4 separate regions of the Mus musculus genome follow, and all the other regions are linked to region 2. A link is a contact called in public HiChIP or PLAC-seq and promoter capture Hi-C data. All regions are on one chromosome and are shown on one strand. Each heading gives the region's core, a stretch centred on a gene start, on an enhancer-like site or on the middle of the called end of the contact. The rest is flanking DNA. Distances are from core to core; before and after follow the strand shown.

Evidence for each region. Promoter capture Hi-C pulls out the DNA fragments that hold promoters and counts their contacts. HiChIP or PLAC-seq counts read pairs in DNA pulled down with a chosen protein or histone mark.
Region 1: a contact with region 2 is called in a promoter capture Hi-C map of liver, with 3 times the contacts expected there. The contact joins the enhancer-like site here to the promoter of P2ry2 in region 2. A contact is called at or near these places in 7 of 39 promoter capture datasets (the C10 cell line, embryonic stem cells, hippocampal neurons and 3 more), 1 of 115 datasets of contacts at active chromatin or transcription factors (embryonic stem cells) and 2 of 9 other capture datasets (adipose tissue and embryonic stem cells).
Region 3: an H3K27ac HiChIP or PLAC-seq map of microglia shows a contact between it and region 2, with 4 times the contacts expected there. The contact joins the promoter of Numa1 here to the promoter of P2ry2 in region 2. A contact is called at or near these places in 2 of 115 datasets of contacts at active chromatin or transcription factors (microglia and pancreatic cancer cells).
Region 4: a contact with region 2 is called in a promoter capture Hi-C map of embryonic stem cells, with 2.6 times the contacts expected there. The contact joins the promoter of Phox2a here to the promoter of P2ry2 in region 2. A contact is called at or near these places in 3 of 39 promoter capture datasets (embryonic stem cells, hippocampal neurons and liver) and 1 of 115 datasets of contacts at active chromatin or transcription factors (pancreatic cancer cells).

The regions. Positions count from the first base shown.
Region 1 is chr7:101,618,541-101,621,954 of GRCm38.p6, forward strand. No RefSeq gene overlaps it. Among named protein-coding and RNA genes, the nearest start is that of Art2b, 39 kb to the left of the region's middle. Within about 2 kb of position 1,986, at least 8 of the 459 cell types and tissues checked have an H3K27ac peak or open chromatin away from gene starts, as enhancers often do. A contact at or near this core is called in liver, where this site is marked.
Region 2 is chr7:101,010,471-101,013,972 of GRCm38.p6, forward strand. P2ry2 (purinergic receptor P2Y, G-protein coupled 2) reads right to left here and starts at 1,528. Exons shown (of 3, transcript NM_008773.4): 1 at 1,242-1,528.
Region 3 is chr7:101,968,311-101,971,714 of GRCm38.p6, forward strand. Numa1 (nuclear mitotic apparatus protein 1) reads left to right here and starts at 1,533. Exons shown (of 25, transcript NM_133947.3): 1 at 1,533-1,659.
Region 4 is chr7:101,816,835-101,820,088 of GRCm38.p6, forward strand. It overlaps Phox2a (paired-like homeobox 2a), which reads left to right and starts at 1,479. Exons shown (of 3, transcript NM_008887.2): 1 at 1,479-1,880. The coding sequence starts at 1,664.

The DNA of each region.
Region 1 (3,414 bases), core at 736-3,235, 610 kb after region 2:
TGCAATCTCTGAAACTTCGAACTAAAATAAACCTCTCTCTATCTCAACCTCATGCTCTACTTCTGCCTATATATACAGCCAACCCCTTTTTGCTTTGTAAGTTAACTACCTCGGGTGTGTGTTACAGCAATGCAATGCTGACTGACAGCTTGATATATGTGATATATAGCTTTCTGGATGACCATGCCAGTACATGTTCCACAAATATATACTCCTGTCTGTGGCCTCTCTTTTTCTCTGTTAATGATGTCTTTTGATGTACAGAAATTCTTCATGTTGATGAAATTCAGCTCACCATGTTCTTCTTAGTATATCTGCTCCATCTATATTCTCCAAGAAACTCGGCTACTTCATTCTAGCCCCACACTGAAGGCGGTAGCCCGCTCTGAATTAACTTTCAATGACTGTATAAGTGGGGTCAGGGTTCCTTTTTCCAACACAGTTATCTCATCGACCCGATTTTTTAAATAGCCCTGACAAAGTGAAGTGGAGTCTGTCATAAATCCCACTCATAAATAACATGTGGATCTGTTGCTGGGCTCTTTATCCTATTTTTAGGTTGCTTTGTTCTTTGTTGTTGTTGGTGGTGGTGGTGGTGTTCTCAAAACAGCAATAAAAAGCTCTACAGAAGAGACATTGATAAAGTCCACCCACCTTCTCTCTCTGGGGTGACCACAAGGCCTCTGGGGAGGTATTTAATCTCCCCTCCATGTATTAGCAGACATAAATGCTCACACAGTTCGTATTTAACAAAGCAGGTTTTAGTGATGTGGAGAAAAGTTTGCTTGTAAAGTGGAGAAAGTCAAATATAAATGCATACAGCAGTATAATCACACTGTGTGTAGGCAGCACTGTGTACAGCGGCTCTAAACCTTTAGATTGGCTAACTCATTTAATCCTCACAATAGCCTGAAAGGATAGAGTAATTTTGCTCCCAGTTTACAGATGGTAAACTTGACCAAAGGCACACGAATATACAGTAGTTATAGAGATCAAATCCAGGCAGTCAGGTTCAGACTCCATGCTGGTAAATAAATAAATGAATAAATACCAAAAACCCATGCCTATACCCTGTGAAAACATTGGTGGTGGTCATCTCAGCGATGGGCTTCCTTTCTCACACCTGCTCACTTCCTCTTCTCTTCCTTCTAGACTTCCAGGCTCTCTGCCCACTTCCTCTCGCTTTCCAGCACTCAGCACAAATCCATCATGACTTCTGGAATGGGTTGTTCGTCAGCTCTTCCCTTCCATATCCTTAACTGTGGGCTCCATGAAAACAAGGTGTGGTGTGTCAGTTCACCTTCAGACAGACGACCAAAGTGATTTCTGCCACACAGCAGGTACATGCAAGGATCCTGTCGACACAGAGCAGATTGTCGGGGAGATCCGGGAGAAGACACGGACTCAGGTTTTTTTCTTTGTGTTCCAGTATGATGAAGAAGATGGTGCTGGAATCTGATACATATCCCTTGCATTTATACATGAACTTGGCCAGCTGTGTAAGCTTGGGGTATAATTCTGAGATCCTTTCTGTAATAACTGGGTTAAACATAGCATCTCACATCTACAAGGTTATCTAGCATACATTAGATATTCGACAGTTACATGACCTTCTTGAGTATTTTTGCAATAATTAGGTCATTTTTAATATGTATTGATTTATTTATTATTTGTTTGTTTATTGCAGTACTGGGGGATTGAACCCAGGGCCTTATGCATGGTAGGCAAGTATTTTACCACTGATCTACATTCCAGCCCTCAAGTCTGCTGTACTTCTTAGGTTTTGTTCATTTGTTTGTCTATAACATAGAAGAATGACTAATTTTACATTTTAGGATTATTATTAGAATTCAAGGTGATGACGCACATTACATAGAACTTAGGGTCTGGCTGGCATAGAGTAAATATTCAGTAAAGGTTATCTGCTTAGTTTTACCTTCTGCAATGCCTGGCACAGAGTACTCTGTAAATAGGTGAGGCCCAATCTTATCTTTTTGGTCTGGGCAGAGTTTTGTCTATCTGCTTCTGGGGAGATCCGGTTTGGCTCTGCAGAGCTAGTGATGTACAGACGCCACCCAGTGGCTAAGATCTGCCACTGCACATCAGCTTCTGGTAAAATTTCCCGGCTACATTGATTCCTTAAGGATACTCTTACCTGTACATTTCCTTAGGAGACCAGAGACATTGGAATCAGAGAGGAAATGAAATTGACAGTTAATTCTGGAAGGTGGATTCAACAAAACTTAGTGATAAATTACATATCCCAGTAGGAAAAGGTTTGCCAAAGACAGTGGTTTCCAACCAGGGGTGATTTTGCCCATAAGAGGACATTTGGGAATATCTAAAGACACTTTTTGGCTATCATAACTTGAGGGGGCATGGTGCATGGTGTCTATAGTCTGCAGACCAGGCATGCCGTAAAGTATTGTAAAACCCACAAGACATCCCTCATAAAAGATTATCTAGGGCTGGATAGTTGGCTCAGAGGTTAAGAATACTGACTGCTTTTCCAGAGGTCCTGAGTTCAATTCCCAGCAACCACATACATGGTGGCTCACAACCATCTGTAATAATGAGATCTGATGCCCTCTTCTGGTGTATCTGAAGACAGCTAAAGTGTATTCATATACATAAAACAAATATTTTTTTAAAAAAGATTATCTAGTCTCAAACTTGACCAAGGTCAAGCTCTAGGATGGTTGTTAGGACCTCCCTGGGCATTCTGGGCATCATAAAAAGCCATGGAAGTGCTGTCAGTGGGAGCTGCCAGTTCTCTCTCCATCCATCTCATGTAAGTGGGAGGAATGTCTTAGCTAGGAATTAACACAGCCTACAGAACTCTCCAAGACATGGGAGAGCATCTTGTAGACCATTTCTTTCATTTATATTTCTGGGCTACAGCGCATGTCTTCAGTGTTATCACTGAAAGTGTATAAAGTCATTATCACACTGAAGACATGCACAGAACATGTGTTAATCAGAAAGTCCCCAAATAAATCATGAGCTCACAGGCTTAATTAGGAGATCCTGAGACTGGGGAGCAGCAGTGGTGGCAGGGCGGTTGCTTAGCATGTATGTCTAAGATCTTGTTTTCAAGATTTACTTATCTTTATGGTGTGTGTATGAGTGTTTGCTTATGTGTATGTATGTGCACCATGTGTGTACAGTTCCTGCAGAGGTCAGAAAAAGTGTTGGATTCCCTGGAGCTGTGTTCCATGGGAACCACATGAGCCACCATGTGGGTGTTGGGTACCAAACCTAGGTCCTCTGCTTTTTTTTTTTTTTTTTTTTTTTTAAAGATTTATTTATTTATTTATTATATGTAAGTACATTGAAGCTGTCTTCAGACACTCCAGAAGAGGGGGTCAGATCTTGTTACGGATGGTTGTGAGCCACCATGTGGTTGCTGGGATT
Region 2 (3,502 bases), core at 278-2,777:
GGGCAGGGAGGCCTCAGCTGGGGCAGGTAAGCGGAGTCCCAGGTTTTATTTATGTAGCTTTGTGACCTTAGAGAAGACATTCTCCAAGCCTCTATTTTCTGATCTACAAAATAAAGGCAATAGTTCCTTTCTCATGGGGCCTTTAGGAGGAAAAGATGAGGGATTCTTATAAACTGTAACAAGTAACAGTTCAACAACATTCCAATAGTAGCATAAGCACTTCTCATTAAGAAGAAAGACTACAGCCAGGAAATTAAAGAACTCCTGGTGTCACCCATGAGGCCTTGGTGACATCCTCACATGCTCATCTGGTGCCTGGGGTAGGTGGGCAAAAGGGATCCCGGAAAGGCCACAACCTCACTCTGCATCTGGGCAGCCATTTCTGAGGATTACCCAGTATGCCAACCTGCCCATGTCCTCAAAACTCTGGAGTATCCAAAGCATGGAAAAGGAGAGGGGCAGACCTCCGCAGCAGGGCTTGTCCCCAGCCCTCATGCAGGACCCACACTGGCAGCAGTGTAGAGTCTGTTCAGAGACTCTCCTTCCTCCCACTCCCACCCACAGATAATTGCCACTTCCCTGCCGCCCCAGCCTGATCTTCAAAAGCCACTATTCCAAACTTGATCCAAAACAAGGCTGCTGACCCAGGGACTCTAGGGATGCCATTCTGAGCACAGCAGTCACCTAGCCCTATAAATCTCCAAACTGGAAAGGCTAGTTCCCAGAAGGATCTACACTTGGGTCTAGCTCCTGGAGATCAGTAACACACACACACACACACACACACACACACACACACACACACACACTGTAGCCCTAGTGAGGTGAACACTGTCTTTCTTCTGCCTGACCCTTCATACAGCACCACCTGCCCGATTAAAAGTTTCCAGACAGATCAAAGTCTTAACTGTCCTTATATGAAATTGCACTAGCAACCCACATTCCCACCCCACCGCACCCCCCACTCCCAACCCCACAACCCCGCCGCTGCTGCCACTGCCTCCGGTTCCTCACTGACACCTCACTGACACCGAGTGAGCTACCCAGACTGACTCTGGGGAGAGTTAAGAGTCCAAGCGCAAGAAGTCTCCAGGATTCCCAGGTCTCTTAGCCCACAGACTTACGCCCCAGGGGTACACACAGACTAAGTTCAGTCACTCACACCCTAAGGGTGTGCGCATTTGCCCACTAACACACAGATTCCCCCAGTATGCTGGTAAACACACCAAGATGACACTCACCGAGATCACGCTCTAGAGGAAACAAAGTTCATCAGCGCACCGGCAGCCGGCTCTCACCGCCCAGTTTTGCGCAGTACAAGGGCTGGGAGCCCGAGCCCTCGGGACAGTCACGTAATGGGCTCTCCCTGTTTGGCGCTGACTCGACCGGCGCTCCCGTCCCCAGGCCTCACTTGGCGACCTCTCTTGGTGTCCGCTCCCCTCTAGGAAGCACCTCTCACCTCCCCGCTGCGCTGGTCCCCTCCAAGGGCTGCCGCCGCTGTTCCTGGTGCCCGAGTCCCATGCCGAGTGGCGCAGGGTCCCACGTGCCTGGAAGCGCCGCGGTCCCCGCCCTACTCCGCCCCGCTCCGCACCCCATAGCCTGGCTGTGAGCAGGAGGGCGGGGCAGACTCTGGGCAGACGCCGGAGCCGCCCCCAACCCTTCTAAACAGATGCTTCCAGTCTGCCACCCGCTTGGGGACGCGGTCGGTCAGTGTCGCCGCCGGTCAGCGTGTCCGCCACGGCTGTTGAGCAAGGAGAGGCGGAAGGCGACCGTCCTGGCTGAGCAGAGGTCACCTGCTTAGCTCACCGATTTTCAGCGACGCCCAAGTTTTACAAGGTTTGCTTTGTGCTGGCCTGGCTCCTGTCACTGCCCACCGATGGACCTTTATACTGACCCTCAGCCTTCCCTCCGCTGCTGCCCCATCCCGCGTCACTTACGGATGGACAGATGGATGTGCTTTCAGACTGCTGGTACCAGCAGAAATCTTTGCCGGCTTCACCACCTCCGTCTGCTTTTGCTCTTCGTTCAGGTCACTAACGGGTCCATGAAGTCCTGGTTTAGTTTGATCTCTCATCTTGAACTGCCTCAATTCTTCTCTCTGGCCTGCTCTGAAGACTTTCTGTAGTCACAAACCCCATTCCTGTCCTAGTTTGAGCTCAAAAAGGCAAGGACCACACCAGCCACCTCACTGCTGTCCTGTGAAGGGGTGGATGAATGAGAGGGTGTCTGCCCCCTCCCATTTCTGACTCAGGCATCTGTTAGTATAAGTTCTAGGCCACCTTTAGCACTGTAAGACACATTTTCTGCGAAATGAAGCCAGTCCTTCCATGATCCTACTTTTCGTGTCCATCCAGGGAGTCTTGGGGTGGCCAAATAAACGGACAAGTTCAGAACAAGCCTTTTCCTATGGTGAGGAGTTTGCTCTCTGCCCAAGGGCTGTAGACTTTGTTAGTTGTGTATCCGCTGACTAAAGTCCCATTCGCAGCCCCTGGAGGGGTCCAGAAAGGGTCCGATCTGCAGCCCTGTCCAGAGTGAGAAGGGTGAATACACAGAGCTGGGTGGCTGAGCCTCTCTGCAGCCTCCTGGGGCCTTTGAGCAGACACAAAGGCTCCTTGTCTAACCTCTGCTGGCTATGGGAGCTGGTGCAGGCAGCTTCCAGAAATCTAGATCTCTCCACAGCCACCCTTGTGGCTTTAGGGTCCTCGTGTGAGGGAAGTCTTTCTGGTTATTGAAATCCCAGCGGATTTCCTTTTCCTGATCTCCCTTCTGAGCCGTCAGGTCTTTTTCTGCTGCTTCCCCTAGGACCCAGGATGGATCCTAGCCTCTAGAAGACCCACAGGCTGGACAGTGGGCAGTCTTGGACTTTACCCTTGCTGTGGTCCAATTCCTTTACTTTATAGCCAAAGAAACGACATTCCCAAGGTACATGACATCATGTCAGGTGACCTGGTAAAGCCCGAGTACTCAGATTCAAGTCTTCCTTCACTTTTTCTGTGTCTACTTTCTAAGATTCAGCCCTCTTTTTGTTGTTTGTTTGTTTGTTTATAGCTAGGATCTCCCTATGTAGGCCCTGTTGGCCTTGAACTCACCATGTAATTCAGGCTGGCCTCATTCAGCAGTCCTCCTGACTCAGCCTCTTGAGAGCTGATATTCTAGGCATGTGCTACCACGCCTGGCTCTCCATCTTCTTTTCTGCACAATGTGTTATGTACTCCTGTCTTGCTGTTCTGACTAAATGTCCTTATTTGGGGTCTTGCCCATGATCCTGAGCTTTCTGGGTCTGCAGAGTGAGTATCCCCTCTCAGAAGAGCCTGGGAGGTTAGGTTTCCCAATCCTCAGATTTTGTAGATCACCAAATCCAGTAGACTTCCCTACCCACCCCCCACCCCCACCCCCACCCCCACCCCCACCCCCATCGCATTCCAGTTTGAGCACATTTGCGTTCATATTTTCACGTACTCTGGACTTGAGAGTTTGCAACTGAAAGAGTTTAGAACCTCTA
Region 3 (3,404 bases), core at 283-2,782, 960 kb after region 2:
ATGCTTGTACTCTTAAAGCAGAGGAGGCTATGCTTTCATCTAGGAATCTGAGGAATCCTTGCCAGGGTTATGTAGTTAGCTGCAAGTGATTTGTGATATGTATGTAAGATAGTCACTTTGTGGCTTAGCTTCCTCATGTCTACAGTTGAGTGGTAGGGCTGGAGAGATGGCTCAGCGATTAAGAGCACCTGACTGCTCTTTCCGAGGTCCTGAGTTAAATTCCTAGCAACCACATGGTGGCTCACATCTGTAATGGGATCCAGTGCCCTCTTCTGGTGTGTCTGAAGACAGTGACAGTGTATTCACATAAATAATAAGTCTTTTTAAAAAAGTCATCTTAAAGTTGAGTGGTAATTTACCTGCTTCATAAAGAGGTGTTGAAGCCTAATGAAATGATGCCCAATAGGTCAGTAGGATGGTTTGAGGCATGTTAGTAGGTTCTTAGTAAGCATTAGCTACTATCTATTATATCCTGTTTCTTCTTCAGACCCCCATCTCCTCCTCACATGTGATTCACATATGCCATGTACTTTCTTCCCGGTACAGTTGCTCCTCCTAGTTTTGTCTTGTTTGAGATAGGCTGTTACTCTGCCTTGGCTGGGCTGGAACTCTAGTAGTGAGTGGATCAGGCTGGCCTTCTGCTCCAACCTCCCACTTGCCAGGACTGTAAGCACACAGCACCATGGTGGCTTTGAGTCTCCTGCTTTTTGTCAGCTTCTTTCTCCTCAATGCTTCTCATTCCTCTTTTAACTATTCTCTACCATCCGTGTCCTCAACACCTTCCTATCTATTGGGTAGCCTCCTAGCTCACCTTGCTGCCAGAGAACCATTTTGTCAGGTTAATCTGGCTCATACCACAGCTCTCTGTTAAAACCATCCCAGATCCTTTATTTGAATCCTTGAAGTTCAAGATTTCCCAATTCTGACCTCAGTTCACCTTTGACACCTGGTCTCTCACTGCTACCACACCTTTCTGCTTTCTTCTCCCTTTCCCGAGAGGAAAAATTTGATTTTGTGCTTGAAGATCCAGATTAAAATATTACTTCAGTTTTCTAATCCTTCCCTCATCTAAACTGGTTAGTTTCCTTACATCTTTTATATGAGTTAACATGTACCATCTTGGGATAAAACTTGTAGTCACTTCTGATCTGTGGAATTGTAACCCTAGCTCAGACGTTGGGTATAATTCTTGTATGGGTATTAACAATATTTAATAGCAATACATTACACATACTTCATTAAATGTTTCTAGTTGTAAAGTGAGGGAATTCCTTTAACTATCCCAGGAGGTGTCCAGTGGGTGGCAACGCTGTCGAGATCTTGTCTGAGTGTGACATTTCTTTTAGTCATATAGTTGCAGCAGACTCTGAGGATGATGAGTCCCTGTGCCTGTTGAGGGCTCTAGCCAGCGCCTGCCATACTCAGAACTGTGCCTTGGCCCCTCGGCCCCTCCCCACAAATGCCCACAGGAACAGCGGATTAGGTTCTGGCAGCACAGCTGGGATTTTGGCGGCCATTCCAGTCAACAATAGCGCAGCTATCGGGACAGAAGAGCGAGGCCTACGCTCCGCGGCTAGAAACTGCCTGGGCCGCTCGTTTGGGTGGAGGAGTGGGAGGAGCAGGCACACAGCATGGCATCTTGGCCTTGCTACGCAGAAGGTAGGGGCTGAAGAGATTCCCTGCGGAGAACAGGCTAGGGTGGCCAAGTCCTAGGGCGGGCAGGCGGGCGGGCAGGCAGGGCGCTCTGAGGAGGCCTGCGCTTTGTGTGGCGGGGAGCCGGCGGGCGGCCGTGCGCCTGCAGACACGCCCCCCTCGCCGCGCCGCAGGAAGCTGCCCCTGTACAAGGCCTGCGCCGTGCGGCTCCCCTGCGCTCGGCTCCCAGGCTTCCTCTGCGCCGGGCGCCTTTCCCGCCAGGGGCTGGCCGTGGGTTCGGCGGCTCTGGGCCTGCCCGATAGGGCTGGTCTCGGAGGTGGACAGGCCGTCACTGCTACTGCCTTAAGCCCTGCTGGAAAGCAGCGAAGGGGGAGTGTCCTGGCCATCTCAGGTTGGTGAGGCCGGCCACCGCGGGTGCGTTTTTGTGTGTTTACGCCACAGCCTCCAGCCCTTGCTGCGCGTGCTCTCCCTTCAGCAATGGAGCCTGCGGGCTTGCGCCCTAGCCACTCTCCCCGCCCCCGCACGTCCTGCTCAGTTTTTAGGGCACGGGCAGGCTTCACCTGGGTCCTCCTGGTAGGCGTCGTCCCCCCCCCGTCCCCCCCCCCCGAGCTCTTGGCTTCGCTGTTGCTCCCAGACCGCGCGGAAGCTCGCTGTGCCTTTAAAGAAAGCAGACTCCTGGCTGTGACGCACTTCTGGCTGTCAGCCAGGAAGATTGCTTCTGCCTGGCCGACTGAGAAGAAACCCAACAACTTTTCTTTTGTGTGTGGGGTTACTTTCCACTGCCCCCCCCTACCCCTGTCCTTTCAAGATTTAAATGCTAATGGCGGATTAAAACCTGTAGATACGTTTGGCTTTAGGAGTCCGGTAAGGCCCCCAGCACTAAGACTTTTTCTCCCTCACTCTTTCTCGGGTTAGTTTTGTTTTGTTTTGTTTTTTCAAAAAAATGGACGAGAGGGTGGGGTGGTTCATCCCCCTCACCTCCCTTTGCTGCGCCATCCTTAGAGGGGAGGGAGAGGAAAGGGAGAGCAAGTAAACACTGAGAAACAGGCGCTGGCCCTGCGCAGAGCTTGCCAACATCCGGGAGTTGGCGCCTTTCTTTCCCCTCATAGATGTCAGCGTGTTTTTGTTTGGAGGGAGTAATGTGTGCGCCTGTCCTAGAGCTATAGAGACGGCCCAGTAGAGGGCTTCCCTGTTTCCTTGTGTGGTCCTAGATGTTTTTGCGGTGTTGGACAATGAAAACGTGTCTTTTTTTATTTTTTATTTTTGTCAGCTGCCAGGGATCTGAGTGTGTGAATGTAGTGGTTGGGGATAGGTGCTGATGAACTGCCCCAGAGGGCTGTGTATGTGCGCTTGCGCAGGCACTTCACACAGTATCTGCCTGTAGGCCGCAGTCTAGTTCATGATTGCAACTTTTCTGCTAACATTTTTCCGATCATGACCTTACGAATATGGGGGAAAGGACTAGGTGTCAGTACTGTTAGCTCTGATTAAGCCCGGCAATGTGAAAATAGACTGACCTCAACAGAAGCAGATTGTCCTTTAATTAGAACAATGAAGGGCAGCAGGCTCTCTGGGGAGTGGAGGCTGAAGAGATACAAAGGGCTTGGGGTTTTATAGGGCAGAAAAGGGAACTTTTGAAGGTTGGCGATTGCATCTGCAGATCTGTACTCTGCAGTCTCAAAACTGTAAATACTCAAGGGTTGGTGTTTGGACTTTCTTGTCAGGAGCGTCCCTGTTCCTAGGTGTTATGG
Region 4 (3,254 bases), core at 229-2,728, 810 kb after region 2:
GGCCCTCTTCTGGCTTCTTTTTGGATCTCAGACTTCCCATCAGCAGGACTTAGTGTAGAAACCTGGGGACTTGGGGCTGGGGACTAATGAGGAGAGGTTCAATTCATCCTTCAGGAGAGCCAAAGAGACAGAAGGGGGTTTCTACTCATCCTCCAGGTAAAGATGCTAAATGTATTCCATTCACCACACAGCCTGGAGAGCTGGGGAAAATCCTTGGAGGGTCAATGACCTGGCTTTTCCAGAAGAAGGCAGGGACGACTCAAAGGGGAAGAAGAAAGGCACTGAAGGAGAGAGAGGGAGTCATTACCATAGTCCTAAGGCTCAGCATCCTACACAGACACAGTTACACACACACACACATACACACGCACACGCACACGCACACGCACACACACACGCGCGAGTCCAGAGGTCACAAGCTATTGGAGAGGACAACAGAGCTGAGAAGCCGGGATGGGAGGGAGTGGCCTGGACCCAGCAGGTGCAGGCTCCTGTGGCCCTCAAGACAAGAGACTTCTCAGAGAGAGAGACTTCAACCCTGCAGCCTTCTCCTCTAATGCCTTGCCAACCCCTCCCACCCCCAGCCTCTCCACCACAATGTCTTGGTCGCCTTCGGTGCTCTGGTCACAAATCCCAGCTCTCGGGGATGTCCTTTCTCTCCACTCATCGGCCTCTGTTTCGCTGGTCTGTTTCTGTCCTTGTTAGCCTAAGGCCATCCTGTGTGTGGTCTCACTGTGATTGTCTCTGATTTGTTTCAGCCTTCTCTGCAGCTCCATCACAGCCCTGGTTGCAGTCCACGTCCATGTTCATCCGTGTCCCTCTGTCTCCATGCCTGTCTTTCTCCATCCTGCTGGCCTCCTCTCTCTGCCAATCTCCATCTCCACCCCTGCCTTTCTCTTCTACCGCTTCATCCTTGTCTTCCCTTACTTCTATTTCGAGGTCTGACCCCTTTTCTCTAGTCTCTCCATACCCACGTCCCCTCCTTGTCCCTGTCCCAGGCTCCTGTCTCTTTCTCATCCCTGTCTCCATCCCCCTCACTCTAGGGCAGCCTCGGCAGTCCTCGCAGGGATAGGACCTAGCTGGGGGCGGGGCTGAAGGGCCAGATCGGAATAATTCGGTTATCTGGGAGAATTGAATTAACTTCTTCACACCAGCACCGCGGGGCCTGCCTCCCTAGCTTCCACGGGGCCGCAGGTGGGAGGCCCAGGAACGAGGTCGGGACCCTCCTGCTGGGCATGTTGTGTAGAGATCGAAGGTCTAGGCCGGATTGGGACAGGATAAGGGACTCTCGGATTGGGGTCCCACGATGCTCCGCCTGCACCTCGGGAGCCCTAAGAGGGAGGCCCTTTGGGGTGGGGGACCCGAGGTGGCTAGGGGCGGGGTCTGGGCCGCTCAGGCCCCGCCCCGCGGAGCTCGCCCCGCCTCGCCCCCTCCGCGGGGTCCTGCGCGTTAAAAGGCGCGCGGGCTGGCAGCACTGCACTTGCGTTGCACCGGGGCAGAGTGCGGGCCGCGACGGGGCGGGCGGACTCTCGGGCGCTCAGAGCCGGTCTCAGGTCCTCTGCGCCTGGAGCTCGAATCTCCATCCCGAACTCCACCCAGCCCGGGACCCCGACCCCAACCAGACCCGGCCCTGCCCGGCCCCCGCCCCCGCCCCCTCGGGCCGATGGACTACTCCTACCTCAATTCGTACGATTCGTGCGTGGCGGCCATGGAGGCGTCCGCCTACGGTGACTTCGGCGCCTGCAGCCAGCCTGGAGGCTTCCAATACAGTCCCCTGCGGCCTGCCTTCCCCGCCGCTGGGCCACCTTGCCCCGCGCTCGGCTCCTCCAACTGTGCGCTTGGCGCCCTACGCGACCACCAGCCCGCACCCTACTCGGCAGGTGAGCGCAGTCCCATCCCAACCCTACCTCCAAACCCCACCTCCAAACCCCATGAAACCCCAACTACCTTTCCTACTCTGCAAGTAATTGTGACTGAACCCACAAGCCACCCCTACCTATGCTGCTGGCTAGACTCCTCCAGTGTACTTTGAGACCCCCGGTAATAGGAGTTTCTTCTTGGCAGGGATGAGCCGCACCCTCTTGTTCCAACGGTTCCTCTTTCTCAATGCCAACCCCCTACCCTGTGCCTTTCGTATCAAAGAAACAGGTCCAGTCTTAGGCCTCTCATTAGGCCTTCCCCTCCCCACCTACAAAGGTGACCACCAAACCTCTCCATTCCCAGAATCCTCAGAATTGGCTTCCAGCTCAGTCCAGCCAACTCTCATTCTTACCACCTGTGTCTTGGGTGATGCCACCCTCAACAAAGATCCCTGCTGCCGCTGAGCTGCCCAGATGGCATCCTTCCCCCAGCCTTGATTCCTTCTTTCCAGCCTCACCTTGCCCTGTCTTAGACCTATCCTGCCTGGGCCCAAACCTTACTGCACCAGCAGAAAACAAAAAACAAAAAAACGGGTCCCATAGCCACAGAAAAGGAGCCTCTATCATTTGGACCACTTTCATTCCCACATTCCCTCCCATCCCGGACGACAGCCCTTGAAATCCCAGGAGCAGATAGATCCTCCACCCTCGAGTCCTTTGATCCAAGCAAGTCCCAGTCCAAACCCTCAACGTCATTTAGCCTTTTAGGTATCCCTATGCCTTCTGTTAGTGTCCCAGCATGCCCCACCCGGCTTCCTCCTTTCATAATCCCCCCACCCCCAAATATCACTGGAACCCGAAAGGAGGTCTGGGGTTTGTTGGGGAGATAAATACCTTAATTTAGAGAAATAATGACCTTTAAGAGGCGGCCGTAGACCAAAATGGGGTTAGGAAGACTGGTGGTGCTGGGCCAGGCCAGGATGGGGATCCCATAAATGGGAACAGGAAATAGGAAGATAGGACCCTTGAGAAAAGGGTCTGTGAGACTGTGGATGGGATAAGGTACGGAGAGATGGAAACACAAATGGAGACCCTGAGAGGAATGGGTGCATAGTGTTGGAAAACAGAGATAAGAACCAGATGGTGGGAACACACATTATGGAAGATGGACACCAAACGAGCCTGAAAACAAATACTCGAGAGGGAAAGAAAGATGGAGTGCAGAAGAGAAGAATTTGGGAAGATGGGACCCCATGAAAAACATGGAAATTTAAACCAGACTTAGATACAAGGATTTAGAGATGGTGTCTGCGTCAGGTGTTGGAAGATGGTGAGGGAGGGGCTGGGACAGGACTTAGAGGAAGTGGGACAGAGGTGACTGAGTGGGAGAAAGGG